3 separate regions of the Mus musculus genome follow, and all the other regions are linked to region 3. The links are chromatin contacts, called in public Hi-C maps. All regions are on one chromosome and are shown on one strand. Each heading gives the region's core, a stretch centred on a gene start, on an enhancer-like site or on the middle of the called end of the contact. The rest is flanking DNA. Distances are from core to core; before and after follow the strand shown.

Region 1 (4,184 bases), core at 1,251-3,750, 350 kb after region 3:
ATGACCCAGCATCCCAGTTCTTGGGCATACATCCAAAGACGTGAATACCTGAAAGAACAGTTGTCCCCCAATCTCAATTTCCACACTACCCACAACAACCTGGAAGTGCAGACAAATAGATAAAGAAAATGTGGTCCAAACACACAACAGAACTGTTGAGCAATAAGAAACATAGCTGCCTAGTACTCTGGGGCAATGCGGATGAACTGGGAGGCGTAATGTAAGTGAACTAATCCAGGAAAAAGGGCAAATACCACAGGATCTCATTCATATGTGAACTCAACCAGGGATCTTCCACGGGTCAAGGGTAGAAAGACGGCTACCAGAGGCTGGTGTGGGGAGCGACGTGGCAGAAGATGATCAATAGTTAATAAAGAAGAATAAGAAGTTCTGTATGCTACTGCACAGAGGGGAGACCATTGGGGCCTCCAACATTTAACTACTGGGATAGGATACTGTCACCTCCAACGTCTCTAGTGACACTTATACCTATCCTGGAGGCTGGGGTGCCTGCCAGACAATGAGGATGTGCTGTCAGTTCAGTAAACTCAGGCCAGAAACGGGAGAATTTTGAATGTTCTTACCATAAAGGGATGACAAACATTTGAGTAGGAACTCCTTTGGTTTCCCATATGAATGAAATCATGTAGTACTTGCCCTTTGCCTGGATTAGTTCACTTATGTAAGGAATCCAGAACTAAACAGGACATGATGCAGACATGCACTCAAACATTAAATTCATATCCAATTTATGTTTTTATATATTAGATAAAAAATAAATTTAAGTTAAAAGTGTTAATCTGGGGCTAGGGAGCTAACTCAACTGTAAAGTGCTTACCTCATCTTCCTGGGGACCCAAGTTTGATCCCCAGAAACCACAGAAAAAATGTAAGGTATGCTTGTTACACATTTGTACCCCGGCACTGGGAGGTGGAGTCAGGATGACCCCTGAGGCCCACTGACCAGCCCGCTTTATTTAATTGATGAGCTCCAAGCCAACAAGAGTTGCTGCTTCAGGGGAGACAGGCAGCATTTCTGAGGATGACACCTGGGGTTGTCCTTTGGCTATGTGCACAGCCCACATGAATATACACACTCATGCGCAGGATTCCCACATGAATATGAATATAAACATATTCAAAAAGTTTAAATGAAAAATCTATTAAAGGAAAAAAAAATAAATGTAAACAAATTTACATCTTTGCTTAAGCAAGTCACACAAAGAGCCTTTTAGTTGACTTGAGAAAACCTAAGAACCAAATGACAAATTTCTATTGTTAAGTGTATACAATGAATGATTTTTAGTAGGTCTAGACCTCCCAGGAAGTGTGAAGAAGGACATAAGTGGTCATTTATTCACTTGTTCTATTGCTGGTCCTATATTTAGGGACCACCCTGTAATCCCATCACACAGGAGGCAAAAGCAAGAGGGTCATGAGTTCAAAACCAACCTGATTTACATAACAAATTCCATCTGAGTGTACACCTTCAATGCCAGTACTCAGGAAGCAGAGACAGGAGGATGTCTAAGTTTGAGGCCAGCCTGGTCTACAATGTGAGTTTCAGGACAAACAGGGCTACACAGAAAAGCCCAGTATTGAAAACTAAACCAAACCAAACCAAACCAAACCAAACCAAACCAAACAAACAAAAAAACAAATTCCAGGCCAGCTGGAGCTAAATTCACCAAAGCAAGCACACTGAATTTATTCATGCTGGATATGCTACTGTAAGGAATAATCTTACATTGTGAATTTCACAGACTTCATCTTGAGAATACATTTTCTGAGCAATAGACCCTTCATAAATTTAATGGCTGTGTACTGTGTTCACCATTCCTGGTTTTAAAGCAAGTTAACTACAGTACTTACCCTACTGTCCCTGTATATATCGAACACAACTGTAAAGAAGAAAAAAAACTCAGTTACTAATAAGCGAATGCTTTCATAATCTAAATCTCTTTTTGAAAATTCAAGTATACTTTACTACTAAACACAGCAGAATATAATTAGCCATGAATACTTATGGTGGCTCACACTTCCTAGCACTAGAGAAACTAAGGTAGGAGGACGGCTGCAGGGTCAAGGCCAGCTTGAACCAAGTAGGACCAAGGCCCGTTAGACTACAGTGTAGGAACCTGCCCAACACAACAATGAACAGACTCATTGATGAAATAAAAGTCTAACTGTAATGATTGCTCATGCTTAAAAACACAAACCAAATAGCAACATAGTTGCTTGCATGGGCAGAGGAAGCTGTCACCAAGACAATTATGAGTGAAAGGCACTCCCATCACATACCTGAGGTGGGAAATGAGTCTCATAAGAAAGCACAGAATGTAATTATCAGACAGCACGATTCATCTTCTTTTTAAATTAAATATGCTATGGAACCCAGGCTTGGCAAGTAAGAAAGGCATAAATCACAGGTTTAACTCTATGCTATTTGAAAACTCTCTTACATACCACAAACTTTCAGTTCCTCAAAACAACCCCCAGTTGTTTGCTCTGCAGCCGTTTCTGCCCCAGATAACAGACAGAAGCTAAAAAGAAGAAGCACTCTACTCTCCACGGACAGATCTGGTAAAACGCACCAGCTTCTCCGAGCGTGGAGAGAAGTGCCCTGGTATTGAATAACATTATCTAATTACATGGGGTGACATGAACACAAGTCATCAGTGACACCAATGGTCACATAATAAAGTGCTGGGGTGCAGAACACTGAGCTGAGTATTGAAGACAGGCCAGAGTGATGTCCACAACTTTTACTTTACTTTATTGAGGCTCAGCGACCATTGCCAGGTCTCACTTCATTGCACCAATAGCAAATACTCACAGTCTTCATCTAAGAATTTATACTGTAGGTGTTCCTTGAAAAAGTCTTGAATGCATCTGCAAATTTCTTCTTTTTGCTTAGAAATATGATCATAGTATTGTGTGTAATCCCTCTGAGAAATACCTGACAAGAAAACGTTCAGTAGCTGTTACTAGATGATGCCCATAAAACACCAATTAACATAATTTACCATAGGTAGTGATCGAGGCTTTTGAAGCTGGCCAGAAGACCATACAGGTGAACACGGCAGCTCAAACCAAATAGCTCAGCAACCAAGGTCTATGAATAAATGCATCTTAGGCTCCAGAATGCCACACACTTAATTTTGGAAGTCGTTATTTTATTTAGCACGGTGGAAAGGATTCAGTCACAAAAAGACTTGCTTAGTAAAACCTCCAATAGCAATTCTAGACGTGCGCATGCATGCACCTGCTGCTTTCATGTTTAAAGCTAGTCTCTTCAAATCGCTATCCTCTTCCAGGTGGTGGTGGGGTGGGAACATGTAAAAGAGCCCTCACACACACCTGCCTGCCTTCACAAAAGCAGCCTGTGTTTGTTTTACGGAAGGTGATTGGTCTTCAGAGCCTGAAATTCAGACTGCTGTAAGGAAAGGCCTCTGAGTTCTTAGTCACACACCCAAGTGTGACTAGCACACTTAAACTGTGGAATATGTAACAGTGGAACACCTACGCTTATCTTAGTTATAAGAATAAATGCCACCATTCCATCCATTCCATGAGAACTGGTGAGCTGATGCTCAGCTACATGTCCCTTGGTCCACAACTTTTACCTTACAGAAAACACAGTGGCAAACGTTTTGAAAGAACAACTTACTTCAGTCCATAGCCTGAGTAAGTGACAGCTAACAGGGTAATATCTTCAGAGGTAAGAAGACAAGAAACAGACTTGTTTCATATATTTTCTCTGCTCATGTAATAAACAATGCCCTAATAACAGAAAGATTATAGGAGCCTGGAGAGATGGCTGAGTTAAGAGTATACACTGAGCCGGGCGTGGTGGTGCACGCCTTTAATCCCAGCACTTGGGCGGTAGAGGCAGGTGGATTTCTGAGTTCGAAGCCAGCCTGGTCTACAGAGTGAGTTCCAGGACAGCCAGGGCTACACAGAGAAACCCTGTCTCGAAAACAAAAAACCAAAAAAACCAAAACAGCAACAACAACAAAGAGTATATACTGTCTCACAGGAGACCCGAGCTTGGTTTCCAGCACCCACATTAAGACATCTTATGACTCCCTACAGCTTCAACACTAGGCAAATCCAACACTTCTGGCCTCCATGGACATTTGCACACCCCAACACACGTATGCACAAGTAAATAAAATAAATCTT
Region 2 (4,588 bases), core at 512-3,011, 370 kb after region 3:
AAGCAGCAATATTTACATTATATCTACACATGAAAAGAAACCTAAACTACATACAACTGCTTATGGAGCTTTTCAGCATGCTTTCCTGTTCTCATCAGTAGTTATTAATTTCATTTGACCATTATGCACATACTTGAATTTTGTAACAGGGAAAATTACTGAAATGTTTACTATATATAAAACCTTGACAGGCATATCCACTGTGTAGAATTTATTTAAAAGACAAAGAAAAGTTTGCTCTAATACTCATCTGAGGGCCATGAAACAGCTCCTGATGCAGAACTGTTACAGTTCGGCCCTGGAGAGAGTGGAATGTCACCACTGGGAAGCAGCTACTCACAAGACACTTACGGCTGTGTGAAGTCATGGGTGATGAAATCAGAACTCTTGAAAAGCAGGAAGATATCACTGAGAGTTTTACACTTCAGGGAACTGTTCATCGCTATCCAGTACGCATCCTAAACAATAAACATGTATGAGTTACGACACACCCAGCGAGTGCAGCCCAGGCACACAGATGAGAGAGCACCAGTGCACAGCGCCTCCAGGGTCAAATTACACTTCTCAACAAACAGCATGATCAGCCCATGCTAGACACCCAGCCATGTACGCTGAGGACCAAGATGGCTCAGCAGGCAAAGGCACTTCCCACCAGCTTTGACCACTGACTGCAATACTGCGCCACACACGGGAGAAGAGAACCACGTCCCACAAATTGTCCTCTTCCAAAAATGCACACACAAGTATACCCACCCACAAAACAAATGAGTATAATTTTTTTTTTCAAAAAAGTGTAGTTATGCACACTGAGATAGGAGGACCCACACATTTAGACCAGGGCGTTTTTCACGATAAGATGGAAGGAAGGTTAATGAAGTCACACAGGTCAGGGCGAAGATTCACGTGGTGAAGAATCAGCTGCTCTCCACAGTGAAAGCAGTCATTTCCAGCCTCCCTGATTGGGGAGACCAACCGACGAGCACCTGAACTTGGATGCTCAGGGCAGTCAAGACCCTGTTCATCTGATCAGGAAGGAATAAGTCAAACAGTTTCACCACCACAACCCAAAGCAGGGCTGCACCGGACATGTGGACGTAAAGTAACCGGGCCCAACGCAGTGTGATAAAGTCACACTTCTATAGACAGCTCAGACACAGGCTAAAATACACAATGGAAAACACCAATAACTACCAAAACTGTCCCATTACCCACACTGCATGGAAGAAAGCACTGGTGTATACAAGTCATTCCATAAACAAATGAACAGGTGCATAAGGAATTTACAACCAGAAATAATCTTCCTATCTTAAGTGGAAACAAAGAAAATTTCAAACATTATTCATGTAGATGAAAAGTTGCCTGAGAAACTAAAAATGAATTTAAAAAACCTCTACATGATATCTTTATAATTTCTCCCAATAAAAAAAGACAATAAACTTCTAGTTAAAGAAAGTATACCCAAATCATATTTAATCCCACAAAAACATCAGTATGTACACAGCAAACCACACAGCTGAATAAAAAATAATGCAACTCTTAACTCTAAGGATGGCAAAACATGGAATGGGAAGATGTTATTAATTGTAGTAGTATGCCTCAGGTAAGGACAGGGTGTTTGCAAAAGGACGGTCATGGCAAACACCGAATATGCGGAGAAACAAAACTGGATCCCTGCCACTGTGTACAAGCGTGTCTGTGTCTGTGTGTGTCTGTGTATGCAAGGTTAGAGGACAACTTTCAACACTCAGTTCTCTCCTGCCTCGTGGGTCCCTGGAATGAACTCAGGTCATCTGGCTAGATGGCAGGCACTTTTACCCACTGAGCTATCTCTCTGGGCCACCATATTTATTGTACTTTTCAATAGAGAAAACCTTGCTCAACTGAGAGGGTGAAGTTTTAAATAATGCAGACTACGAACATACCCAGAATCCTAGTACAATTGGCAACACAAGAGGTCAAATTGTCTTTTGGCAGAATGCACAGTATTTCGTAGAAAGTACAAACAGCAAAATCAGAAGAATAAAACAACAGAGGAAAAATATAATAATCTCAACAGTGCTTTCCCTGAAATTAAGAATGTAATGGAAGGTACATTAGATGCTCGGAGGGAATATAAAATGAATACAGAACAAAACAAACAACTACTCAAATAGTGAGATTTCTTTACATCTTCCTACCCTTGGGGCACTCCAGTTAAGCTTAGGGAAGACACTACCCCCCAGCGAATTGATAGCTTCTTGGACTTGAGTGTTGAACTCAGGAAACTCTGGTGCCTAGAGAGACAGAGAACAGGTCGTGAGCAAGTCAACACCATTAGAAGAGTCACAGAAATCATGATCAACATTTCAATGTTTCAGTTAGGGTATCAAAACCAGAATTATATATAATGCAAATTATTGTTCTTATTCCTGCTCTCAATTAAATAAAATCACCAAGAAAGTAGTATTTACCAGAAAGAGGAATAAAATCATCAACTTCTTAAATGGTACTTTCCGAACCCACACGTCTCTGAAAACACAGATGTCACCAAGTGTGTGGTTCGGGAGGAGCAACTCAGTGGTCTTTTCTGAATCCTTACCTAATGCCAGCATCTGAGCCAAGTGAGAGGCATATCCCTGTAACCCAGCACATGTCAAGGACAGGCAGGGACCAGGAGCTCAGGACAGCCTTGACTAGACAGAAAGTTCAAGGCCAATAGCTGCTACACGATGCTCTGTCTACTAAGGTCTGGGCAAGGGTGGGAAGAAGGGGTGGGGATAAGGCAGTGGATGTGTGTGCTTAGCACAGCAAGCATGAGGACCCAGGTTTAACCCCGCAGTACAAAAGCAGACATGGCTACCCATGCCTGTAACCTCAGCATTGGGGGGCAGAGACAAGCAGATTACAAGAGCCCACTGGCCAGCCTCCCTAACTGAATCGACAAGCCCCAAGTTTACTGAGAGTCAAGGCAGTGAGATAAAGAGCAACAGAGGGCGATGCCCCGTATCTTCCTCCGGCCTCCGAGAACACGGCATGTATGTGCGCATACACACACTCACACAGTGACTAGCGTGAGCTATTTTTTGAGAGAAGAGATGCCGGTGGGAAGTTCTCAGAAATAATACCCCATACTTAAATGGTCATTTATGCAAAAGGTTCACTGAAAATGAAAAACACCTGATGAATAAATTATACCTAGACACTACTATTTACAAGTAAGTTCTAATACAAACAAAGTTAAAATGTCCTTTTCTTTTTGGTTGAGAGTTAGAAAAAGACATTTTTGTGTAAACATTAATTCAAGCCGTCCAGTGTTTGCTTCAACCAGGAAGTAAGAGAAATACTACTGTTCAGTGGGAAGATGAGCTGGGTTACCAATAGATCCTGCCTAGGTAAATAGCAAGGGGGCTGGAAATGGACTTTAGTGGGAGGCAGAACACAAGGGCAGTAACAAACTCTTTGTGGCACTACCAGACTGCAGTAGCCTCTAAAGACGGGGTTGTTGCCCCCTACTGGGCAACTGCAGGTTCTGAAAAATAAATCTAACTAAAATTATAAAATTACCTACCCAGTACAAACCCAGATGATGCCTGTGGACTTTCAAGATTTAGCCCATGGAAGAGAAAACAAAACAAAACAAAACAAACAACCACAAAAAACTGAGAAGAAAAAGCAAGCTCTTAAAATGAAAAACAACTTAAAATTAGAAACAACCATTGGTTGATCTGAGGCAAAGACTTGATCCCTGGCCCTAAGCATGCCAGGCAAGAACTTTAACACCAAGGCACACTCTAAAAAGGGTTAACTGTAAGTAAGACACTAGGCTGGCTAACAAGCTCTCACTGACAGACTTGACAGACTGCCCCATATCTCTCTTCCACTAGTCTACAACCTACCCAGCTTAGACAAGTCAGGAAGCTACCCCTCAACGGAACTAGGAGTTCCCTTTTGCCTGCCTCTCCAGTCAAAAGGATGCAAATTACTTCCTCAAAATCATCAGAAGCTGCAGATCTGGCTGCCATAGAGCTTTGTCAATAGAACTCACTTATCTAAGATCAGCAGTGATTTCCATACAAGATACAACCGGGCAGCAAAGATGATTCGGTGGCTAAGCGCACTGGGTTCGCTTCCCAGAACCCACATACTGACTCACAACTGTCTGGAACAGCAGTTCCAGGAGAACTGACCCTTTCTTCTGGCCTCCACAGATCCAGGCATGAATGCAGTACACAGACATACGTGCAAGCAAATTCCCATACACAAAAAATTAAAATAATAATTGTAAGAGATACAATTACAAGGACAAATTAGTCCATTTCCCTACTCCACAAAGTGCTGCACGTAAGGACTGCTATATTTCCACACATTTTGCTTTGGTTTCACAGTGCTAAGGACTAACTTCAGGGTTGTGTGCACTTTAGGCAATATGCAAAAAACCCTGGATTTGTTTAAGCTTGTTTTGTTTTGGTTTGGTTTGTTTTTTGAGACAGGTTCTCATGTAGCCCAGGCTGGCCTCAACCTCACTATGTAGGCCAAACTGGCCTTGAACTCTTGGCCCACCCACCATCCCTCCCTCCCTCCCTCCATCCTGCTGGGATTGCTGCCATGC
Region 3 (4,633 bases), core at 2,120-4,619:
ACCTCACATTGCCTGAACTCAGAAAAAATACTCAATAGTTTGCTTATGTATTTTATAAAATACTTTCCAGAAGAGGGCCTGGTTGTCTTTCATCCAAAGGAGAAATAATTTAGACCCGAGCGCGCGAGTGTGTGTGTGTGTGTGTGTGTGTGTGTGTGTCTGTGTGTATCTGTGTCTATATGTGTGTGTGTGTGTGTGTGTGTGTCTGTATGTGTGTGTCTGTGTGTGTGTCCAATGCTCAGCTCACAGAACTCAATGAAAGAATAGACAATTTATTCTGACATCCATAAAGCCTTACAGATCCTCATGGGCTGATGGGCTTACAAAATGTTGGAATATTTGACTGCCAATTGCTTTCTGCTTTCTATTACTACCCTTGGAAAACCAGCCGTGGGTCACAAGACCAATCCTATGTTAGACTTATCTGAGAAATTTTAAGATCTACGGAAACCTGACAGGGAATGCAGCTTTGCATGTACAAAGCCCTGGGCTTCATCAGCCAAACGTCACCCACCCATTCGCCCTCGATACCTAGTCCTGTTCCTGGACCTTTAAATTTACTTGCCCTGGGATGTGCCCTGTGCATGGTGATCTGTTTATTAAAACTACTCACCAAGCAGTGGCAACACATGCCTTTAATCCCAGTACCCGAGAGAGGCAGAGGGGCAGAGGGGCAGAGAGGCAGAGAGGCAGAGAGGCAGAGAGGCAGAGAGGCAGAGAGGCAGAGAGGCAGAGAGGCAGAGAGGCAGAGAGGCAGAGAGGCAGAGAGGCAGAGAGGCAGAGAGGCAGAGAGGCAGAGAGGCAGAGAGGCAGAGAGGCAGAGAGGCAGAGAGGCAGAGAGGCAGAGAGGCAGAGAGGCAGAGAGGCAGAGGCAGAGGCAGGTTTTACTCTGTGAGTTCAAGTCCAGCTTGGTCTACAGAGTAAGTTCCAGGGAAGCCAGGGTTGCACAGAGAAAATCTGTCTTAAAAAAACAAAACAAACAAAAAACCAAAAAACCTTCTCAAATGATCTAAGTGGACACAAACTGCTCAGTTGTTAAACAGTTGAGAAAGAATTTAGATGCTTAGGTGACTGGTGAGCCCTCAGGTTTAGTGGCCACTATAAAGTTATCCTAGGGGGATACATTTTCTTGACAACAGACCGTGTACTAACAGTAAGATTCTGGCTGTCCTGAGGAGAGTTTAGGGCCACACAGCCAGCCACACGGCCAGCCCGTTACTCCCCCTTAGGGGAGTGAGAAACATTGACAAGTTCCACCTGGTCACCTGCAACGCTTGTTTGTAATATTTCTTAGGCAAGCTTGGCAAGACTACTGCTTTGTGGTAGTATTGTTGCCTTTTTGGTACCTGTTTTGAAGAATAATATATGTGCCCAGGGCACTTGGACCCTGAGAACAGACACTTGGAGACTTGGAGGCCATTAAGGTGTTCAGTGTTCTTGGAAGAGAGGCAAACCCCTCAGGGGGGTTTATTAGCTCTGCTTGATGTGGGCATGGAGTATCCAAAGCACCTTCTAAGCTGGGTTCACGTTCCCTGTGGATGTGTAAATGTGAATACTGCAGCCTCGCCTGTATGGGATACTGTTGCCGACATAGATCAGGCCTCGACTTCATCCACCCCTCACACTGAAGGCTTGAGTTCGCAAAGCTTCCCCTCGCCAACACTGCTTTAAACTCACATGGAGGAAGGGGTAAAAACAACGCCTGGGGCAAAATTCTTGTTTCCATTTTCTGCCCTCCCTCCAAAACCCATTATTTTCTCGTCACTGATGAGCCACATTCACACCACTCTTGGTTTCACAGACCCCAGGATGACTTCAGACTATTAGCTGCCTAAGCACAGGCTCAGAAACATGGCCCAACAGGAGGCAGGACCTTCCACAGGACCACAGAGACCCAGGCGTCCTGAGAAGAGGAGGTCCCAGGGCGACCGCCTCTTTTCACAGGAGATGCAAGGCAGCTGGGACCCGAGTACGATCATAGGCATTCTGACAAAGCAGATGGAATAGGGTGACATTTATTTAGAGAGCAGTTAGCGAACTGTCAAATAAAAAAATGAAGAAGAAGAGAAGCAGAGCAGAGGGAAGTCTGTTTTGAACACTTGCCTAATGCCTGTGGCTTTGCAGACTTAGAGGACCAACGTTCCCACTGCGACAGGCCTTGGTGTTCTAGGAATGTGCCCACACTGGATCCAAGCTGCTGGATCCGCTGTTCCTTGACTTTTGCATTTTGGTAATTAATGATGTCACCCAGTCTGTCTGGGTCAGACCAGGCTGCAGAGAACCTGGCACATTCTAATGAGTGAGAACCTCTTTCAGGCAACTATATGTCAGGTATTAATGAGCATGTTTCGTGATTAGCTCTATGTTTGTTTTTAATCTCATATCTGTTTTTCTTATCATTTCCATTGAGTGTACAAGAAGCACAAGGTCCTCTGTTCTTTTTTGGGAAAGTAGCAGCGAGTTTCTTTGGAGCTGAGATTAGCGTCGCGATTAGAATCGGGTTTTGCTTTGTCCCAGAGTTTTCAAAAGAAGCTTGCTACAGACCTCACCTCTTGGCTTCGCAGTACCGGGTGGCTGAGTGTGCTGAAGCAGTTCTGAGTTTATAGTTTGGTGGTGCCCTGATAATAAAAGACCAGGACCCAAAGGATATTAGCTCTTAGGAAGTATCTCAGGGCCAGCTTAAGCACTGCTTACAACATACTCAGGACACTATAAACAGTTTGTGAAAAATCAACTGGCTGCTATTCACCTAGATTTCTAGAAATCCCATGGGGGTGGCACCAAGAAGACTGTTCAATTGGTAAGGTGCTTGCTTTGCAAGCTTAAAGCCATGAGTTCAAGTCCCAGAGTACATATTAAAGCAACAACAAAACAGGAATGGCAGCCCAGGTTTGTATTCCCATCACTAGGGAAATGGAGACAGGCCAATGCAGCTGACCCAGCCTACTTGGAATATCAAGGCAAGCAGAAGCCCTGTGTCAAAAAGCATAGTAAATGGGTGACCAAGAAACAAAACCTCAAAGCTATCCTCTGGTCTTTTCTCTCTCTCTCTCTCTCTCTCTCTCTCTCTCTCTCTCTCTCTCTCTCTCTCTCTTGCTTGTGTGTGTGTGTGTGTGTGTGTGTGTATACAAACATACAGACACACGCACACACACCAGAGAGAGGGGGAGGGGAGAGAGAGAAATTTCAGAGTTTCAAGAGAAATTCATAACTTAACAGTCCCATGAGGAAAGGGGACATAAAACCAAGCTGCCATATGGAACCCTGACAATGACACCCAGGGAACCAGACAAGAGGAGTGTGACACTCACTGCTCTCCTGTTCAGCAGAGCAGCTGGCAGACTCAGATGATCACAGTCTGTAAGCCAAAAGCCAAGGTGATCTGGGCCAGGCTGAGGTCACACACAGGCCACTGGGTGCAGTGGCAGTGCCTTACCTTATCACAGCAGCCAGGCAGAAAGATCTTTGCCTCCCTGAGCACCAGACGTCATTACACCCACTTTCCCTGGTGTTTTCCTATCTTGTTTTTATGGTCTTCTGGTTTCCCAAATATTTTAGAAAATTCAGTGCAGACCCTGAGACCACCAACGTATCTATTGTCTGCACTAGCAGAATTTACCATAGACAATGTAAAATCAGAAGTCAAAAATTCACACTGATACATAGTGTACTTCCCTGTCTAGGTACTGGATTCTGTTCAACAGCTTTAAAACATGTTCTGCTATCAGGGCTCTATGATAGGGTATTTGCCTAGCACAGGCAAGACTCTGGGTTTGATTCCCAGCAAAACCACCACCAATAAAACAATCTACTACTAAAAACTAAAGACAAGACAAACAAAATAAACAGAGGGAAGGGAGTAATATTGATAAAACAATTTAGAAATTCAATTTAAAAACTATGCCCCAAGACAGTTGTTACTGATACATTTCAATACAAAGGCAAGTTCTGCCCTAATTCTCAAAAAGTTATCTTCAAGGATTGGGAGATGGCTCAGTGGATAATGTGCTTGCTGTGTAAGCACAAGGTCTTGAGTTCAGATACCCAGGACCCTTGTCAAACCTGGGCATGGTAGTGTGTCTAACTGGGGAAGTAGAAACAGGTGAGTCCATGCAGTCCACTGGTCAGTCAGGCTAGCTGAACCAGTGCTCAAGTTCAGAGAATGACACTGGGTCTGGCTTGAGCTCCTAAAACCCCAAAGCTCACCTCCATTGACACACTTCCTACAAGACCACACCTCCTAATCCTTCTCAAGTAGTATTACTCCCTGATGACTGAGCAGTCAAATATATGAGCCTATGTGGCCACTCTTATTCAACCATCACACTATGGGGAGGCTCCAGGTTCATAAGAGATCTTGCCTCAAAAAATAACATAGAGAACAGTAGAGCAAGACATGTGATGTTAACCTCTGACCTACAGACAGACAGACAGACAGACAGACAGATAAGAGAGAGAGAGAGAGAGAGAGGGAGAGAGAGGTTGGGGTTCTTTTAAATCCCCCCTCTTATTTAGGATTTATTTAAAACCCAACAGTAATTTTAAATAATTTCAAGAAGCCAGCAATACAACTATGAGGATAGGGAAGAGGTGAGGAGATGCCAATACACATAAACAAATGCATATGCCTGTA

The links. A called contact is a pair of places that touch in the nucleus more often than the background predicts.
Region 1: a contact with region 3 is called in a Hi-C map of the G1E-ER4 cell line, with 4 times the contacts expected there. The contact joins two enhancer-like sites. A contact is called at or near these places in 1 of 39 promoter capture datasets (the C10 cell line), 5 of 15 datasets of contacts at CTCF or cohesin (CD8 T cells, the NIH/3T3 cell line, large pre-B cells and 2 more), 144 of 484 Hi-C or Micro-C datasets (the 3T3-L1 cell line, 3T3-L1-derived adipocytes, the AML12 cell line and 87 more), 13 of 115 datasets of contacts at active chromatin or transcription factors (the HPC-7 cell line, acute myeloid leukemia, astrocytes and 7 more) and 3 of 9 other capture datasets (adipose tissue, embryonic stem cells and liver).
Region 2: a Hi-C map of liver shows a contact between it and region 3, with 2.0 times the contacts expected there. The contact joins two enhancer-like sites. A contact is called at or near these places in 3 of 15 datasets of contacts at CTCF or cohesin (the NIH/3T3 cell line, large pre-B cells and pro-B cells), 52 of 484 Hi-C or Micro-C datasets (the AML12 cell line, CD4 T cells, CD8 T cells and 34 more), 5 of 115 datasets of contacts at active chromatin or transcription factors (the HPC-7 cell line, embryonic stem cells, fibro-adipogenic progenitors and 1 more) and 3 of 9 other capture datasets (adipose tissue, embryonic stem cells and liver).

What each region holds. Positions count from the first base shown.
Region 1 is chr2:5,802,076-5,806,259 of GRCm38.p6, forward strand. Cdc123 (cell division cycle 123) reads right to left here. Exons shown (of 13, transcript NM_133837.5): 9 at 2,836-2,958; 10 at 1,872-1,900. Among named protein-coding and RNA genes, the nearest start is that of Gm29984, 21 kb to the right of the region's middle. Within about 2 kb of position 2,501, at least 52 of the 459 cell types and tissues checked have an H3K27ac peak or open chromatin away from gene starts, as enhancers often do. A contact at or near this core is called in the G1E-ER4 cell line, where this site is marked.
Region 2 is chr2:5,820,925-5,825,512 of GRCm38.p6, forward strand. Cdc123 (cell division cycle 123) reads right to left here. Exons shown (of 13, transcript NM_133837.5): 5 at 2,178-2,273; 6 at 352-458. Among named protein-coding and RNA genes, the nearest start is that of Gm29984, 2.3 kb to the right of the region's middle. Within about 2 kb of position 1,762, at least 8 of the 459 cell types and tissues checked have an H3K27ac peak or open chromatin away from gene starts, as enhancers often do. A contact at or near this core is called in liver, where this site is marked.
Region 3 is chr2:5,452,967-5,457,599 of GRCm38.p6, forward strand. The region is part of intron 2 of Camk1d (calcium/calmodulin-dependent protein kinase ID); the gene reads right to left. Among named protein-coding and RNA genes, the nearest start is that of Gm36853, 27 kb to the right of the region's middle. Within about 2 kb of position 3,370, at least 13 of the 459 cell types and tissues checked have an H3K27ac peak or open chromatin away from gene starts, as enhancers often do. A contact at or near this core is called in the G1E-ER4 cell line and liver, where this site is marked.